Regions from separate parts of the Mus musculus genome. Here region 2 is linked to region 1. Evidence: chromatin contacts called from public Hi-C data. All regions are on one chromosome and are shown on one strand. Each heading gives the region's core, a stretch centred on a gene start, on an enhancer-like site or on the middle of the called end of the contact. The rest is flanking DNA. Distances are from core to core; before and after follow the strand shown. Region 1 has its middle 9.9 kb from the start of Fbxo33. Region 2 has its middle 40 kb from the start of Gm40430.

What was found. A called contact is a pair of places that touch in the nucleus more often than the background predicts.
Region 2: a Hi-C map of cortical neurons shows a contact between it and region 1. The contact joins two enhancer-like sites. A contact is called at or near these places in 1 of 39 promoter capture datasets (cranial neural crest) and 1 of 484 Hi-C or Micro-C datasets (cortical neurons).

The regions. Positions count from the first base shown.
Region 1 is chr12:59,227,215-59,231,514 of GRCm38.p6, reverse strand. No RefSeq gene overlaps it. Among named protein-coding and RNA genes, the nearest start is that of Fbxo33, 9.9 kb to the right of the region's middle. Within about 2 kb of position 2,949, at least 16 of the 459 cell types and tissues checked have an H3K27ac peak or open chromatin away from gene starts, as enhancers often do. A contact at or near this core is called in cortical neurons, where this site is marked.
Region 2 is chr12:59,617,396-59,621,903 of GRCm38.p6, reverse strand. No RefSeq gene overlaps it. Among named protein-coding and RNA genes, the nearest start is that of Gm40430, 40 kb to the left of the region's middle. Within about 2 kb of position 1,298, at least 10 of the 459 cell types and tissues checked have an H3K27ac peak or open chromatin away from gene starts, as enhancers often do. A contact at or near this core is called in cortical neurons, where this site is marked.

The DNA of each region.
Region 1 (4,300 bases), core at 1,700-4,199:
TATTAGGAGTCATAGCCTTGTTGGAGGATTTGTGTTATTGGAGACAGGCTTTGAGAGTGGCTCACTGTCTCCTCCTACTGCCTGCAGATGTAGAACTCTCGGTTACCTCTCTCCAGTACCATGTCTGCCTGCATGCCACCAGCTTCCTTCCATGACAATGGACTGAACCTCTGAACTGTAAGCCAGCCCCAGTGAAATGTTTTCCTTTATAAGAGTTGCCTTGGTCATGGTGCCTCTTCACAACAATATAAGCCCTAACTATGACACCTGAGAACACACAAGTTGTCTCACTGCCAGTAAAAGTCCCTTCCAGAGAACAACAGCTTCTCACCCTGTCTCACCACATAGGTTCCAGCTCTCTCGATGCTCCCAACCGGATTTTCTTGGGATATGAGATACCAATCCCTGTTTTGTTAATGTAGACCTTCCAATTTCCAAATGTATACAACCAACTTATAAATGGCTTACATAGGACAGGTTCAGATACATTCCAGCAACCAGCAATTCACTATTCTCAAACCAAAACACAAGCTATGGGTTTTTTTAATGAAAATGAGAATGGCTCCCGTATGTTCCTATCTTCAAATGCTTAGTCACTAGGGAGTGGAATTATTTGAGAAGGATTAGAAATGGCCATCTTGTTAGAGGAGGTGTGCCACTAAAAATGAGCTTTGAGCTTCTCTCTGTATGTATCTCTGTCTCTCTGTCTCTCTCTGTTTTTCTTCCTTCTCCCTCTCTCTCTCCCTGCTACCTGTGGGTATGTAAACCTTTCAGCTATTTCTTTATTCTCTAGTGCCATGTCCTTCTGCTTCCCGTCATGATAATCATAGAGTAACCCCCTGTCTTAGTCAGGGTTTCTATTCCTGCACAAACATCATGACCAAGAAGCAAGTTGGGGAGGAAAGGGTTTATTCAGCTTACACTTTTCACATTGCTGTTGATCACCAAAGGATTTCAGGACTGGAACTCAGGCAGGTCAGGAAGCAGGAGCTGATGCAGAGGCAATGGAGGGATGTTACTTACTGGCTTGCTTCCCCTGGCTTGCTCAGCCTGCTCTCTTATCGAACCAAGACTAACAGCCCAGAGATGGCACCACCCACAGTGGGCTAGGCCCTTTCCCTTTGATCACTAATTGGGAAAATGCCTTGCAGCTGGATCTCGTGGAGGCATTTCCCCAACTGAAGCTCCTTTCTCTGTGATAACTCCAGCCTGTATCAAGTTAAACCAAAACTAACCAATACACCCTCTAAAACTATAAGCAAGCCCTGAATCAAAAAGCTAAGAGTTAACCTGGTCACAGTTTTTCATCACAGCAATAGTAACCCTAAGACACCAACTACAGGTCATTTGTTCTGTTTAGCTAACCACTTTCTAAAAAGCAAGTTCTCTTCAATCCTTCATTTATTTTCCCTGTAATAGAATCCTACTAAGAACTGCTTCCATCTTACAGACTAAGGAAGAAAGAAATCATATTCAAGTTGTAAGATCTATTTTCACAGAAGACCCCGTGCATGTATGTCTTACACTTAAGCAGGATCTCACTATGTAGTCCTGGTTGGCCTGATGCTGACCTACACTGGCTTCAAACTTACAAAGTTCCCACCTGCTTCTACCTCCAAGTGCTAAAATTTTTTTTAATTATTTATTTACATTCCAAATATTGCCCATCTTCTTAGTTCCCCCTTCTTGAGTTCTTCACCCCATCCATCCTCCCCCTTTGCTTCTGAAAGGGTGCTCCCCTACACACCCATCCACCCCCACCTCACCCCTACTCGTATCTCTCTTCCCCAGGGCGTCAAGTTTTTTCAGGATTAAACACATCCTCATCCACTGAGGCCAGACAATGCAGCCACCTGCTACATATATTCAGGGGGCCATGGACCGGCTCATTTTATGCTGTTTGGTTGGTGGCTTAGTCTCTGAGAGCTCTGAGGATCTGAGTTAGTTGTTAGTGTTGTTCTTCCTATGGGGTTGAAATCCCCTTTAGTTCCTTCAGTCCTTCCCCTAATTCTTCCATAGGGGGTCCACAAATTCAGTCCAAGAGTTGGCTTGTGAGCATCTGCATTTGTCTCAGTCAGCTGCTGATAGAGCCTCTCAGAGGACAGCCAGGCTAGGCTCCTGTCTGCAAGTACAATATGGCATCAGTGATAGTGTCAGGGTTTGGTGCCTGCCCACGGGATGGATCCCAAGTTGGGGTGGTCACTGGATGGCCTTTCCCTCAGTCTCTGCTCCATTTTTGTCCCTGCATTTGTTTTAGACAGGAACAATTCTGGGTCAAAATTTTTGAAGACAGGTGGGTACATAAGCCTCAACTGGGTATATGCCTGGCTACCTCTGGGTAAACTTATCAATGCATGAAGAGATCATTTGGAAGAGAGTTACGCTGACTTCACCTGCCAGCATTATCTAAGATTATCTAAGACTTGCTCAGGGAAAGGATAACTTTTTCACAAAATGAATTTAAGAAACTGTTTTATCAGTAGCCCTAAGTATCATAAAATGAATTCTGTCACAGCCATTTTTATCTGTTATAAAATTGTCCATGATTCAGTATTATGAAAATTATATTTAGCTCAAAACAAGTTGCCAAATTTAAGCAATAATGGGGAGAAAATCCTAATTACCTAACGGCGGTGGGGGGGGAAGCACTAAACTTAGCATGTTTTAAAAAGCAGCATATAAAACCCCTGAATACTTAAATTTTCCTTTGGAAAGATAAAGACAAAACAACTAATACATCTCTACAAAAGAGTTATGAGAAAAAGCAGACCCACTGACTGTCAACAGGTAGGTAATTCAATCCAACCCATCTACCTGGATAAGGCGGCCCTAACAACCACTGGTTGCCTAGGATTCAAATCCAAATAAGCATGGTGGTTACCATGGTGATGATATGCCTCTTTTGGAACCTGGAACTCAGTAGTACTAGGTATTTCTGAGCTTCATAGCACCAGTGCCTCCTCCCACACTCTGAATCATAGCGCAGGCTTTAGAACTTCACGAAACCTGATTTCATACTGACTTCTGTAAGTCGACAGCGATCCTTTAGCAATATAATGAGTGCATAAATGTCAAAAAAAAATCCAGCTCACCTGATGCACTAAGTGCACACACTCAGTAGACAATTAAGTGTATTCCTTGATAAACTCTGTGGCACTGTTGGAAACTGCTGTCTTCTTACTGCAACATGACCGTATCTTACTAATTCATCTCTTAGCTTACAGCCATATGTAACAATATTCCTATCTCTAATAAGAAAGTAAAAATCCAGCCGGGCGTGGTGGTGGTGCACGCCTTTAATCCCAGCACTCGGGAGGCAGAGGCAGGCGGATTTCTGAGTTTGAGGCCAGCCTGGTCTACAGAGTGAGTTCCAGGACAGCCAGGGCTACACAGAGAAACCCTGTCTCAAAGAAAAAAGAAGAAGGAGGAGGAGGAGGAGGAGAAGGAGGTTTTGTTTTGTTTTTTCTAGACAGGTTTTCTTTGTGGAGCTCTGGCTGTCCTGGAACTCACTTTGTAGACCAGGCTGGCCTTGAACTCAGAAATCCACCTGCCTCTGCCTCCCAGGTGCTGGGATTAAAGGTGTGTGCCACCACTGTCCAGCAGGTGTGTGTTTTTTAGAGCCAAAGACCAGGGCTGCAGAAATCTCTTCCCAGATGAAAAAGCAAAGACCAAACAGGTTAAGCAACATGCTTAAAGTTCACTCCATTCCACCACAACAGGAAACTCAGAAAAAGAAGGCTGCAACTCAGTTTCACCTTTCCACTCATTTTTTGAGACTGCTCAAGGACATTTTTTTAAAAATGTACTCCTTGTTGATTGAATTTGTTCTGTCATACATATTTTAATTCATTGTTTTCTCTCTTTTTCTCCTTTTTTTTCTCCATAATTCCTCCCACTCTTCACGGATGCCCTTCCAAAATTCATATTTTTTTGGTTTGGTATTATGATCACTGTAGCCTGGTGGGCCCATTGCCTGTTATGCAACTGAAAGCAATAACTGTTCCTCCCCCAGAATCTATCAGTAGTCAAAAGTAGGCTAGGGAGAGAACTTAAAAATAAAATTTAAAAAACCTATAATTACATAGAAACATTTATTTGAAAGGGAATTCTGCAAGTACCAGAATTTGAGAAGCAATGATTGATTCAAACCTATAAAACATTCATGAATAAATTATAATATTGCAGAAAAACCAAATCCAAGAAAAATTCATCTGACATCTTCCAAGGCCTTACTTTTTTTAAATGGGCAATACGCATAATTAAGCATTTTCCTGTCTTTTCAGTGTGAGCTACTTTCAAG
Region 2 (4,508 bases), core at 49-2,548, 390 kb before region 1:
CTTTGAGGGAAAAGCATAACACACACTTGAAGTACAGTCTCTCTTAATTCATGCCAGCCCCTCGCTGCCATCAAATTAGATTTTGATTATTTTCCCATTGAACTTCTGTCCTTGGAGATGCTAATTTTAGAACGTGTTAATTCTTTTCAGTGCCACCAGGTTTGGCAAACAGTAACATCCAGAAGCCATGTTCTGGTCTAATGAAAGGCTGGGCACTCCAAACTGACAGGAAATAAATGCATTTCCCTCCTGAAGAAAATTGTTATAATGAAAAATCACTTGATTTTTCAAAATTCAAATGTCACCTCACCAGATATTTGGCAAGTAACGTATCTTCTTTCACATTCCTTCCTCTAATTACCGGGCAGAGAAAGAAGGAGGAAGCCCAGATTGCTTTGGCTTATATATCCCTGGGATTGATGGGAAATGAGTTGTCTTAATATATCCCGACTGCTGCAGTAACTGATTGCCCTGCCTTTCTATAAAGATATTACCAAACCATGTTGTACCTTGAGTTAAAACTCATTTTAATCAGTGTTACACCACGGTAGATGATTACCCTTGCTGGTTAACAATTAAAAATTTAAAGTTATTTTCCTCAAGAGTTGGTAGAGCATGGCTGTAACCCCTGCACCTGAGGAGGCTAAGGCAGGAGGATCATGAACTCAAGGCTACTCTGAGCTATGAGGAAAGACCCCTCCTCAAAACACAAAATAGATAGATGATAGATAGATAGATAGATAGATAGATAGATAGATAGATAGATGATAGATAGAATTTTTTCTTCTTTAAAATTAGGTTAGGTTAAGGGTTTAGTTGAATGCCTAAAAGGAAATACAAGTTTAAAATTTGTTTCATTAAATGTTTGTATCATTTGTTAAATATTTCAAATACCCTTGTTTTCAATATTTGTACCATATTATATTTTATAATAAAAATTAATAGCAGCAACTATTACTCTCTTGGTTTGGGAATCTGGAGTGGATGTTAAACTCTGTACCTTCACACATAAGCCCTTATTTACCTTGCTGCTCAGGGGAAGGGGGTCTCTTCTGTCGACTGTACAGCTTACAGCTTAGTCTACTTCCCTGTGAATTATACTTATCCAAAATTATTTCCTTATGTAGGACCATGAGCCTGTCTCACAAAACTTTACATGGATGACTGAATAAAGGAAGTTATAAGGACTTCATTTGAGAGCTCTCCAAAGACCTTCTGAAACTTGCAGCAAACTTCTGCCCACACGCAGTTCTCTCATGAGTATTATGGGAAGAACATGCTCCAGAAATTTTCTTACAGTCTAATCTCTCTGTCTCAGAGTTAGTTTCCTGGGAAACCTGACCAAAAATAGGTGGTGCCTCTAATGATCTGAAAAGACAGACTTCAAAATTAGAATCTCAAATCTGAATCACCCACCAGCAAGCTGGCCATGAGGATCCTGTGTCTGGTGGTAGGTGGGATGTGGATAGTTACAGAGCATGCTAAGATGTCGCAGTTGTTCAAAGCCTCACCAGTGTGGACTATAATGTGATGCCAATAGAAGGGAGAGGAAGGCACTGTTAGGTGAGACTTGAGTGTGTTTAATAACTTAAGAGCAGTAATGAGCTGGATTATGGTCTGATGATTCTTGCTAGTGCCATGGATAAAGGAAGGAAATAGAAATACAGAGACTAAGGATAAGTCTGTATCCATGTGACAAAGTATGAATTTAGAACACCTTTATATACACTCACTTCTTTGTAACCACAGAATAGAACATACTAGCGGCTAGGGCAAGAACAAATTTAAAAACAGTAGAATTCCAAAAGGACTCAAAGCTCCATTGCTGAAGATAATGAAGTACTGATGCTAAATGGGCCTTTTAAAGTAGTCAAAAATAAGTAAATACTGGCAGAGTTAAAAGATCTAGTCAAGGTTTAGCAGCCCAAAAACAAATTATAAACTTAGAGATGAATGTGAAGTATGCTAAATCAAGAAGGACAGACTATAAAGTTGAAAGGGGACACTCCATCAGGAGACCCTCCCCTAATGCAGAATTTGACACTGACAAAGACCTTGAATAATGGTAATGAACCCAAGATAAAGAAAATCTAGGGTGGTTCTAGAAGAGAAGAGTAAAAAAAAAATATTGTAGTCCAAGCAATCTGAGAGAGTACCCCCAAAATTGCTGTGATAAAAAAATTAAAAGTCTTAGTGTGGTTCATCACCAACATTATGAAGCTTTAAAGGACTGCTGTCTAGAGGTTATAAATTATAGAGGGTCAGCAAACCAACTGAGTGCCTATATTTCTATAGAATCCAGGTAGGATACCCAATTCACCACAGCAGCTGGGAATGTGCTGGGAGGAAGGGCACCAGCTTCCCTGACTGCCTTTCTACAGACCAGGGTTGATGTTAGCCATGCTGTAATATAGCAGGGCTCCTGGATAACAGTGAGGGAACAAGAGAGGCTAAGATAACAGACACTGAGTAAATGTTGATTGCTTAGGAGAATCCACGTAGCAGTGTCCCAGGTCTGATTCTGAGTAGTTCCACCAGTCCCATAGGCTTACCCAATGCCACTGAATGAACATACTTGTGACTGGTAAGTGGCAAAGCATCCGCAGTGACCTACAAGACAAAATCCAAGACAGTGTCCGAGATAGCAAGTGGAAAACAATACTATGTCCAAAAGGAAACAAAGAAAGATTGATGTTACTTTTCAAAATAAAAATGATGTAAAAGTGATGGCCTCTGTTATATGTCCATTTAACTCACAAATCTAAGAAAAACAAGATATGTTCTGGAAGATTACAATTGACTCCTAAAACTCAATGAATTGCTAGCTTCAGAGACAGATGTTGTGCCAGATGTGGTTTATTTACTAGAGCAAATCAGTATGCTGAGTACACAGTGGGCAGCAGTCATTGGTCTCTATCAAAGAGAATGATTAGACACAGTTCTCATTCACTTGGAATAAATAATTGTATTTATGTTCATTTCTCAAGACTGCTTAACTCTACTTTCCCCTATTATAATGTGGTCTGACATGCTCTGGACCTTGTGAGCATTTGACATAGAATCTAATTGATCCATTACATAATAGCATCATGCTCATTAGAGACAATGAACAAGAAGTACCAAATACCATGGAAACTCCAATAACACAAAGTGCACCATGAAGAAAAATAGAAAATTTATAAAGCCTCAAGAGCCTTATCTATTAGTTTTAAGGATTCTTTACTAAAATCATGCTAGAACATCCCTTTTAAGGCAAAAGGCAAACTTCTGCATTTCATGCTTTCCTCCTAGTAGGTCTTACTGGGTCTAAAGGCAGCATATTCACATGTGGGAATCATTCTCTGATCAGCTGTCCTAAGGAATAAACAAAAAGCCTGTAACAATTGTGAGAATTGGGTGAAATCTAGATTACAGAAGTTCTGTAGAGCAAGTATGCAAGTATAGAGTAAATTTTACATTGCCCCTGCTGCATGTGTTAGTCCACCTGACTAGTATATGATATTATGGTGTGTATGGTAGGAAAAGATGATTCATAAAAAGGCTTATTATCTAGCCACAATATAATCCCATGGTGTTGCAGGTTAATACCAGACCCAGCAAAGGATAAGGGCTTGCCTATAGAATGTTCTATGTCCACATAGCTCATCATCAGACCCATTTATCAGGTTTGACAGACCCAACAGTAAACCATCATATTATGGATTAAGTTAGACATAAATAGATGGTACAAATAAGTGTGCATATAGGTTGCCTACATAGATAGATCATCATGTCATCTATCATGACATTCTGTGGGTGAAGGCTTTTATAAAAGGTTACATAGAAAAAACACAGACATTAGTTCATGACTGGGTTCATTCAATATATGATGCAAGGTATATGATGTATACATATATATGATTTTATATGTTTTCACTTAATATATTTATATTTTATTATATTATATATTCAATCTATCAATATATGATATATACACTTTGTATATATTTTACATATATATGTGTATATATGACTTTATATATGCATACATATGAATATATACAGATTGATACACAGTGGTAAATGGTTTGGTTAATAGTTAAAATTTTAGAAACTGGGTTAATAGAAAAAATAGGAGGAAAATATGAAAATAAGCATGAAATATGAATATAATTGTATTGTTTATGTTCTCAAATGGCCATATACCACAAAAGAGGCACTAAACTGTTAAATGCTCAAAATGAAGTAGACAGTCTGCTCAGAATTCATCATTACTACACAGTGTAGTTAACTGATGTATCTATGACTATAGAAATATAGAATAGGTAGGTGTCAGAGCACCTTCATAGAGGCAAAGGTGAGGGAGGAAGGGTACATGTTATGAGGGGGTTCTGGAAGGTTAACCAGGAAGGGAGTTATCATTTTAGATGTAAATGAAATGATTAATAAAAAATTTTAAATTAATATAAAAAAGAAATATAGATTAATTTAAAAGCATTCTACTTTTATATAAGTTTCTTCTTATTAAA